Regions from separate parts of the Zea mays genome. Here regions 1 and 3 are each linked to region 2. The links are chromatin contacts, called in public Hi-C maps. All regions are on one chromosome and are shown on one strand. The core of a region is the stretch at or near the end of the contact, and the rest is flanking DNA. Distances in the headings are between cores, read along the strand shown.

Region 1 (2,736 bases), core at 151-2,650, 280 kb after region 2:
CTGTACTGGCTCGGCGCCCTGCTGCGCGCACCCGCCGTAATAAACAAGCGAAAGATTCAGTCCAACAACGGGTTCTGGATCGAGCTTGCATGCTCAGAGTTCACAAGAGACAAACGGAATACGAATTCATGGTTCACCTGTAGAGGAAGCTCTTGTCGTGGAGGCCGACGACGAGCGTGGAGGCGCCGAGCTGGTTCACCGTCGCCACCACCGTCTCCCCGAGCTCCCCCTCCGTCACCACGATCTCCACCTTGGCCTGCAGCGCATCCTCCGGATCGTCAGCCGGACCCGGACGTCGACCGACTACGAGACCGACGACGCTGATCAACAACAGCGGCGGCCAATTGACGGCGCGACAGCGACGCCACGCCGGCCGATTGATTGCAATCGAGCGGCTAACTTAACCTACCACCAGCTTGCAAAATCCAACCGGGCAGCGACCAGCTGCAGTGCTGCTGCCTTTGTTCCTAATTAATTTGCCCGTGAGTGGGTGAGACTCACTGAGCCCACGTGCGTGCGTACCTCGGCGATGCCGTTGCAGAGGTCCTTGAAGGCGAGCGCGAGCTGGAAGCCGCCGAGGCGGAGGCGGCGGCGCTTCCTGCGCGACCGCGCCGGCGGGCAGACGTGGAGCAGCGTGATGGAGTCGCTGCCGCGGATGAAGTTGCCGACGGCCCACTGCAGCGCCGACCGCGCGGCGCCCGCGTCCTCCACCACCACCACCACCCTCTGGCTCTCCATGCATACGGACGGGCGTGACGCTGCCTCGCCCTCAGCTAGCCGGCCTCAGGATTGCCGGAGGAGCCGATAACCCTCCTCCTCGCTAGCTCCTAGCTAGCAGCCGATTCCCTTTGAGGTTGAGGTGGCTCGCTGATTATCCATGCCGAACGATTCCGGATTCCCCTTACCGGAACGAAATTAATGTCGAGCTAGTCTTCCTTGTCCCTGATGCCCGGCCTCCTCCCTCCCTTCCTTCCTTCCGCAGCAGTCCGGCACTCGCACGTTAGGTCGGGGCGGGGGACGAACTAAGCATGTACAGGACACAAAATACGCACTAGACTAGTAGAAGTAGCTAAGATAGCAAGGTTAGCAGCTTAGGCAGCTACCGGCTAATGGCGGGGAGGACCAGAGCAGAGGAGGTGTGGCTGGCTAGCTAGAGTTGAGAGGCGTTGATGAGGTTGGCATGGCAAGGGCCAAGGCCAATGCAACGGGGACCAGCCGATCAGAGGAGAGGGGATAGAGAAACCAAGGTAGGAGGAGGGTTGCAGCTGCAGCCAAGGTTAGATAGTAGTATACCGGCAGGTCCCCTCACAGCTCCTGTCTTGCTAACTTAATCCTAGCTACTACTATTATACTAGTACACGAATTGAGATCGAAACGGGTGACCTGTATGTACTACGTGCGTGTCCTGCCCTGCCCTGCCCTGTCATGTCGAAGCGTATTTATGTATGGCACGGAGCGCAAGCGCAATCTTGCATTATCGCTTGGCTGTTACCGCTCCGCTTGGGTGGGTGTTTATCATTTTGCTCCTTGTCTGTAACTAAGCCCTGCATATTCACTGTGTTTTGGGCGCTGCTGCAGTTTGGACATGCATGCGTTGCGTATGGTCCTCCTTTTTTTTTCTTTTTGGCTCGGCGCTGGCTGTGCACGCGACGCAAACAGAGGACGCGTTTACCAGTCACGCATCACGCCATGGAGGCCAGCAGTGGATTACGGACGGCATTGCTTCTGGGAATCTTGTTGCCAATCGCTGCTCTTCTTCGCGTAATAACCTTCAGGGAAGGGAAGCCATGGCAAGAAACGGTCAGACCATCAGTTGCGTCAGATGCATGAGTCTGAGACCGGGTTTTCTTTTTCATATTTAATAGTACACCAGTAGCAGATAATAATAGAACTACAAATAGTATTATTGCAATGCAATTGTAAATGGGGCGATCGTAGAGAGTTCGGCTAGTGTGGCAGTTGGTTCGTTAGGTGGAGTCGCTTAAAAGAAATGGTGCGTAGACGGCTCTAGCTCATGTCACGCTACAGATATACCTACCAGAGCTGTTTTTTTTTGTTTTTGCACCGGTTTTATTTATAACGTTTCTTTTTTTTTTTGGTTTTTTACCAAATAAATCCTGATGAAACAACTTCTTGTTAGAAACACCACAGTGATCGTTTGTGAACTCCACAACAAGTGCCATAAAAAAATGCAGCCGTTTTATTCCCGTTTATTCCCTTGCGTGACAATGCTAGAAATTCATTGTATTTAAAATCAAGAAGCCACCCTGCATCTAGTGGGAGTGATTGGATGGTTGTGCGCGGAAGCCCAGGCTCGCCGCTCGCGCGACGCTGGCGGGTCAGATACGATATTTTTCGGCCGGCGTATTATATGTGGGTATATGTGGGTGCAGATGTAACAACCTAAAATCTTATTTTTTGGGGATTTGATAAAATTCACCAATTTTTTTAATTACGATGGCTGTTTATATGGATTTTCATGCCTTTGAAGATATTCTTTTAAAATAAATAAATGATAAAACTATATTTTTATTATTCCAAAAGATATATTTGAATCTTGAAAAGTTAACTAAGAAAACAGGAAGAGAAGTCAAAAGATAGGATCTTAACTAACTTCTGACCGAGCCCATTGAGCAGCAACTCTTTAAAGCAGTGCAAGTGCAACAGGGAGACAGTTGCATGCTTACAAATAAGGGCAGTTGATTTCCACGTAATGTGACCACAATTACCATATTG
Region 2 (2,700 bases), core at 170-2,669:
TTCTTCCTTCCTCTTAAGTTCTCTTGCATTATTCTTCATTACAATCACTTGTGTTTCTCTTAAGTTTATTCCGCACATTGACAAAAGCAACACATTGCAATAAGAACTTATCTCCCTACTCCGATTGAATTATACCTTGCTTTAACCAACTAATTAGGATCAAGTTTTGTATTATGTGTCAAATTTCATGTTTCGTTTATTTACCTCCCTCTAGGTGAATATCAATATATCACATGTACGATATGATGTAAAGTCACCAACAATATATTGAGACAGAAAATTCATCAATAATTAAAAGTTTATTACACAACTGGATTCATATTAGAATATGTTTATACGAGTATTGTGTGAGAATATGCATGCACAAATGAGAGAAGGCAAGTTGTGGAGCCTTTTTATATAAACTACAAATGCTTAGATCTCTTCAAGTTATTAGCCCATGCAATAGCACAGGTTGTGGGACTAGTGTAAAAATAAAAAAAATATAAAGATAATATAGGACTTACTAAAATTCAAGGATGACATCGGGGTGGGGCACACGATTTTTGGACCCGGTAGGGGTGGGGTTGATTTTTCCTCTGCGAGTCTGCATGTTTGAGGACCTGAACTATAACGGTGTCTGGAGCGGGATTTTTTATCCCACCCACGGGTGCTCCACGGGCCTAAAAAACAACCCACACGGAGCCCAACCCACATAAAGGCCTAGGTATATAAGATATTTCCCGCCATCCCTCCACGGGTGATATTTCAAATCCAAATTTTTTGAATTCACACAAACAAAAATAATGCTCTAGAATGCAGTGCACAATATAATTTTATATATTTCCCATTTATTTAATTAAGAAAATAATTTAAATGTATAGTCCACATAAAAAGCACTGATTCAGATAAATCTTTTGGAGATCTTTATTTAATTCTCAAACTAGGAGATGTTGGGCGTTACAACGTGGGCTGCAGCGGTCTCTTTCTGCGCCATCACATTTTCCTCTTGGACCAATGGGCAAGTGGGATATGGGCCAGTATGTATGCACCATAATTAGCCAATGGCGCGCATCTTGTTATGAATTCTATAGTTTTATTTTTATTTTGGTCCCTGCAAAAGTTTTGAATATTGATACTCTTCTATACTCTGCAAATTTAGTTAAACTTTAGAAAATTTGAATAGTAAATAAAGCTGTCGCATCCTCTTCTAGGTTCTGTTGGAACCACACGGACTGGATTGGACTGTGAGGGTACAGCCTCATCAGCTGCGAAAGTGGGCAAGAAGCGCACAACAGCACAACACGGTAACCGCAAAACTGGAGGCCCATATAAGACGCACGGCCCGTCACGTCAACCAGCAGAGGCCCACCCCGACGTCCCCTAATCCCCGGGACCCCTCCCCATTCCTCTCCTCTTCTCTCCCTCGCCCCTCCCTCCCCAAAACCCTAACCCATCGTCGACCGGTCCCCGCTCTCGTGGCGCCGGCAAGATGACCCTCCTCGCAGCCATCACCAACCCCGCCGCCGACTCCCGCTCCGGCTCCAGCGAGAGGGCTCACCCTATCGTGCTCACGCCGGGTGTCACGCCGCCGCCGCCGCCATCCTCCACGCTCCCCACCCCAATACCGTCTTCCACCTGGTCGCTCTCCCCAGCCGACCCCACCCTCGCCACCGCCGCTTCCTACCTCGCGGCCTCGCTTGCCTCCTGCTCCTCCCTCCCGCAGCTCCGCGCCCTTCTCACCACCTTTATCACCACTCTGTCACGATCCCTCGCACTCCCAACCCCGCCGGCGGCCCTCCCCGCCGCCATCCGCGCTGTCGCCCCTTACTTCCCCGCCGCAATCGCCTCCCTTGTGGCCTCCAAGGCGGTAAGCCTCGCCGGGCACGACATCCTCCTTGCTCTCGCGGAATCCCGCCTCCTCCCGCACCCGCCACCGGAACTCATCTCGTCGCTCTGCGACAACGACTGGGTCGACCTTGTCTGCGTCTTGCTCCGCCAGGCCGCCGACATACGTTCCTCCGAGATCCTCGCCGCGCTCCGTTGCTTCCTCTCGCCGGCCTCCGATAAGGCTTACGACGCCATGATGGACGTCAAGTGCCGATGGAAGGACGCCGCGGTGCTTGCTGTCAACAGGTGTCGGGAGAAGAGCGCCGTGAAGAGGAAGAAAGTTGACGCTGCGGCGAGGCTCGCGGCGCTGCTGCTCATGATGGGGCACGATGGGTTCACCTCCCCAGAGGTGTGTCTGCATTACCTATTTGCATCAGGGAATGTGGATTCCGTGGTGCTTGGAGCGGCTCTGGCTGAACTTGATGGCGGGGAGGTAGTCAGGTTGATGAGATATCTCAACAAGTGGATTCGGAAGTACTGGAGCTTCTCGGAAGCGCACACTTGCCCGGAGGCTGTGGAAAACCTCAGATTGGAGCAGTGTGACAGCGTGCCATCGTTTGGAGCAGTGGCTAGGGCGCTAGGAGTGCTGCTGGATAATCATTTTTCACATCTTGTGTTGAATGCTGATGTGAGGGAGGACTTGAGGGCTGCGGACTTGATGGTGAGGGAGCTCGCTGCCGAAGCAGAGTCTTCTGGGCCAATCCTAGACTTGCTGCATAGGTTTCAACTGGATAAGTGAGAGGTTGATCTTATTCTGTCGAAACTATTTACTTTTTTGTACTTCCAAAGCCGATGCATGGAAACTTTTAACTGTTTTATTGCATTGCAGTG
Region 3 (2,958 bases), core at 100-2,599, 500 kb after region 2:
TCGCGCATGACCTCGAGGAACTCCTCGTACTTCTCCCGTTTGTCCTGAAACTTATCCTTAACTGCCTTAAGGTAGACGAGCGCATCATTTGTCGTCAGCTTCTGGTTGGTAAAGGCCGCACCGGACGGCTGCTGCGGCTGCGCCGGCGGAGCAGCGCCAGCCTGAGGCGGCGGTGCGGCCGCAGACGCTGAACCAGGCACAGACATATGCTGTGGCTGAGCCGACCTGCGACACATACACAATAGGAAAACGGACCGTTGGATCACATAATAAAACCGTAAGGAGAACAAAAAAAAGGAAAAAACATTTTCACATACTATACTTGAAATTGGGGCGGAAGAAAATGAATTCAGCAAACAAAAAAATTTACGCAAAACAACCATGAAGTAGTCGAGCAGATTCAAATATGACCGTTTCCTCGGCAACTCCATCGATAAGCGACGAAACCCAGGCCGAGAATGAAAGGAAACAGATACAAACATAGCAGCAGAAGTGAGAGCCGCGGCGGCGAGGAACCGGAGCGAGACGGGCCGGAGAGGCGAGTACTCACGGATCGGATCGGACAACGTTCGAGCGTTTGAGCTGGGACCCCATGAGGGCGTCGTCCCTGGTGCCGCGCTTCATGCCCCCATGCAGCACCAGGCGAGCTCGACCTCCTCCCCGCCTCCGCGCGCAGCCGATTCCTCCCTCGACCACCTCGCGCGCTCTGCCCTTCCCCGCCGCCGATCTCACCTCCGAGCCTGTCCGCCGACGCCGACGCCGACGCCGGATCTGCCGGCCACGAGCACCCTCCAACCCTCACGGCGCCGCCGGGCGCAGCGCCGAGACAGCACGGCGAGCGCGGTGGGGAGCGGAGCGGGAGGCGGGCGGGAGCTAATCGCCAGGGGGGTGGGGGCGCCAGAAGAGAAAAGGGAGCGAGGAGGAGAGACGAAATGAAAGGGAAACGGCTCGGGGGCTGGGAGGAACAGGGGCGGGTGAGGGCTCCGCAAAGTAAACCTATCGCGGAAGGGACGCAGCCCGCGGCCGTTCTTGCACCGCCCGACGCCGCCGGATCCGAGATAAGGGCGACGTGGACGACGGAGATGGACCCGACTAGGGTGAGCTCACCGCGTTGGGAGGCTTGTGGTTAACACGGACAGTCGGACGCGCACTCCCGGTCCCGGCAGCGGCAGCGGCAGCGGCCAACGGGTGCCGGTCTGGGCGATTACCCGTGTTAGGACAGATTAGCCATTCGAGGCCCACACGTCAGTGGAGGTGAACCGCGCCGGCAGCGGCCCGTCTCGCACTGCAGGTTAACCTAATTTTTCTATTTCTATCACCGGAGAGTTGTTTGGAAAGAAATGCGCTGATAATTTTTCTATCTCGTCTTGCATGAGTCACAAAAGTCACTCACATCACGGAGGATGTGTATACGTATAGAATCGCCGCAAATACAAATACTTCCTGGAATGAACTGTCTACCTTTAGCGCTGCGCTAGGGTTTGCTTGAGTTGGAGGTGACGGACCAAATAGCTTGTATACGGCTATACGCATAGAAAGAAGTGTCCGAATTCGTCTATGGTGGGGAGCGATCCGTCCGATGTGCTAAATTCATCACCCCAAGCCAAACAAAATAATAACAAATTTAACTCAAAACCTAACTCTAAATATCAAAGTCATCCGAAAAAAAACACAAAGAACTCCATCAATGTAATCTCCAATGTTTGGCAAGCTCTACCATAAATATTTGTTGGTCCTCGTACCCTTGCAGTTGGGCCCCATAAAAATGTCGTCCGTGCTAGTATGTTCAATACAATCCACAAGTGCTCACATTACTTTTTCTTTCGGTCATATTTGTCTGTCTATTTATCTTCTATGTGATCTTCCGGTTAGTTTAATGTGCTCCTTCTATTTTTATATATAGAAACTACTCCCTCCGTTTTATTTTATTTATTGTGTTTTAGTTCAAAAACGAACTAGTGGTGACAAATATTCGAGAGTGGAGGTAGTAGTATTTAATAAAAGTGATACTCTAGAGAATAAACTCAGTAGAGAAATTATTCTATGTAATAAGTAATTCACATAAAAGCTAGTTTTCCATCCCATAATTCCTTAGCTTAGTTCATTTTAGAATCACATCTACAAATGTTTGTTTGATCATATCTAAGAATTTAGTTCAATTTTTCAATATTTCGGTCATCTAAGAAAGGTTGAAACACATTGCAAATTATTAAAGACCAAACAATTCAATTCGACTCAGCACTGAAATAACCAAATAGTTTTAAGACATGTTTTGACATAAAATTTAGTATCGCCTTTTCTTTTTTTCAAAACATATTTGAGAATTAAATATGACAAGATAAACACAAAGAAATGTATAACATATCCTTCATGATAGTCCGCACTCACAACATCTTATGAGTGTGGATTGAACTGAATACCTCAAGGACTATTGTGTCACGCTAAAACCTTGATGGCTAATTTGGAAACTCAAATTCCCTTCGGGTGATAGGGATTGAGGGACAATTAAACTAATCCCTCCCCCCATTCTCCTTCAATCTTGAGGGGTTTGAGTTTCCAAACTAGGGCTAGGTAAAGGTTGGACCAGAGAACATATAACATGTCGTCAGCTTTATAAGTAGTAGTTGTCTTTAGTCAATTCTAGAATAGTTTTACATGGAAAAGATAAGAGCAGACATGATGTTCATGTATCATGGGTATTATGATGATCTTCCATACCTTCTACTCTTCCCTATAGGTGAGCATGGGTGACACATGGATACTAAAAAAGGAGATAGTATGGAGAAAGTCATCATGTATTGTGCCCTTCGGGAGGCTCGTAGTGGTTTAGAAGAAAAAATAGGTTTATTATTCATATTGTTTATTCAATACTTCGTGTATACATTGTGACACCCAATGGTCTACCTCCACATATGTTAAAGTTTAAGATTGGTGTCCAGTCATATTGCTTGGGAACAT

The links. A called contact is a pair of places that touch in the nucleus more often than the background predicts.
Region 1: a contact with region 2 is called in a Hi-C map of leaf, with 4 times the contacts expected there. The contact joins the promoter of LOC100279343 here to the promoter of LOC100276506 in region 2. A contact is called at or near these places in 4 of 25 Hi-C or Micro-C datasets (leaf, seedling and tassel).
Region 3: a Hi-C map of ear shows a contact between it and region 2, with 2.1 times the contacts expected there. The contact joins the promoter of LOC103649898 here to the promoter of LOC100276506 in region 2. A contact is called at or near these places in 2 of 25 Hi-C or Micro-C datasets (ear and endosperm).

The regions. Positions count from the first base shown.
Region 1 is chr3:28,737,991-28,740,726 of Zm-B73-REFERENCE-NAM-5.0, forward strand. LOC100279343 reads right to left here and starts at 1,401. Exons shown (of 4, transcript NM_001350286.1): 1 at 523-1,401; 2 at 138-256; 3 at 1-18. The coding sequence starts at 742.
Region 2 is chr3:28,453,897-28,456,596 of Zm-B73-REFERENCE-NAM-5.0, forward strand. LOC100276506 reads left to right here and starts at 1,420. Exons shown (of 1, transcript NM_001152480.2): 1 at 1,420-2,700. The coding sequence starts at 1,472. The coding sequence ends at 2,608.
Region 3 is chr3:28,956,378-28,959,335 of Zm-B73-REFERENCE-NAM-5.0, forward strand. It overlaps LOC103649898 (paired amphipathic helix protein Sin3-like 3), which reads right to left and starts at 1,350. Exons shown (of 26, transcript XM_008675581.3): 1 at 551-1,350; 2 at 1-225. The coding sequence starts at 624.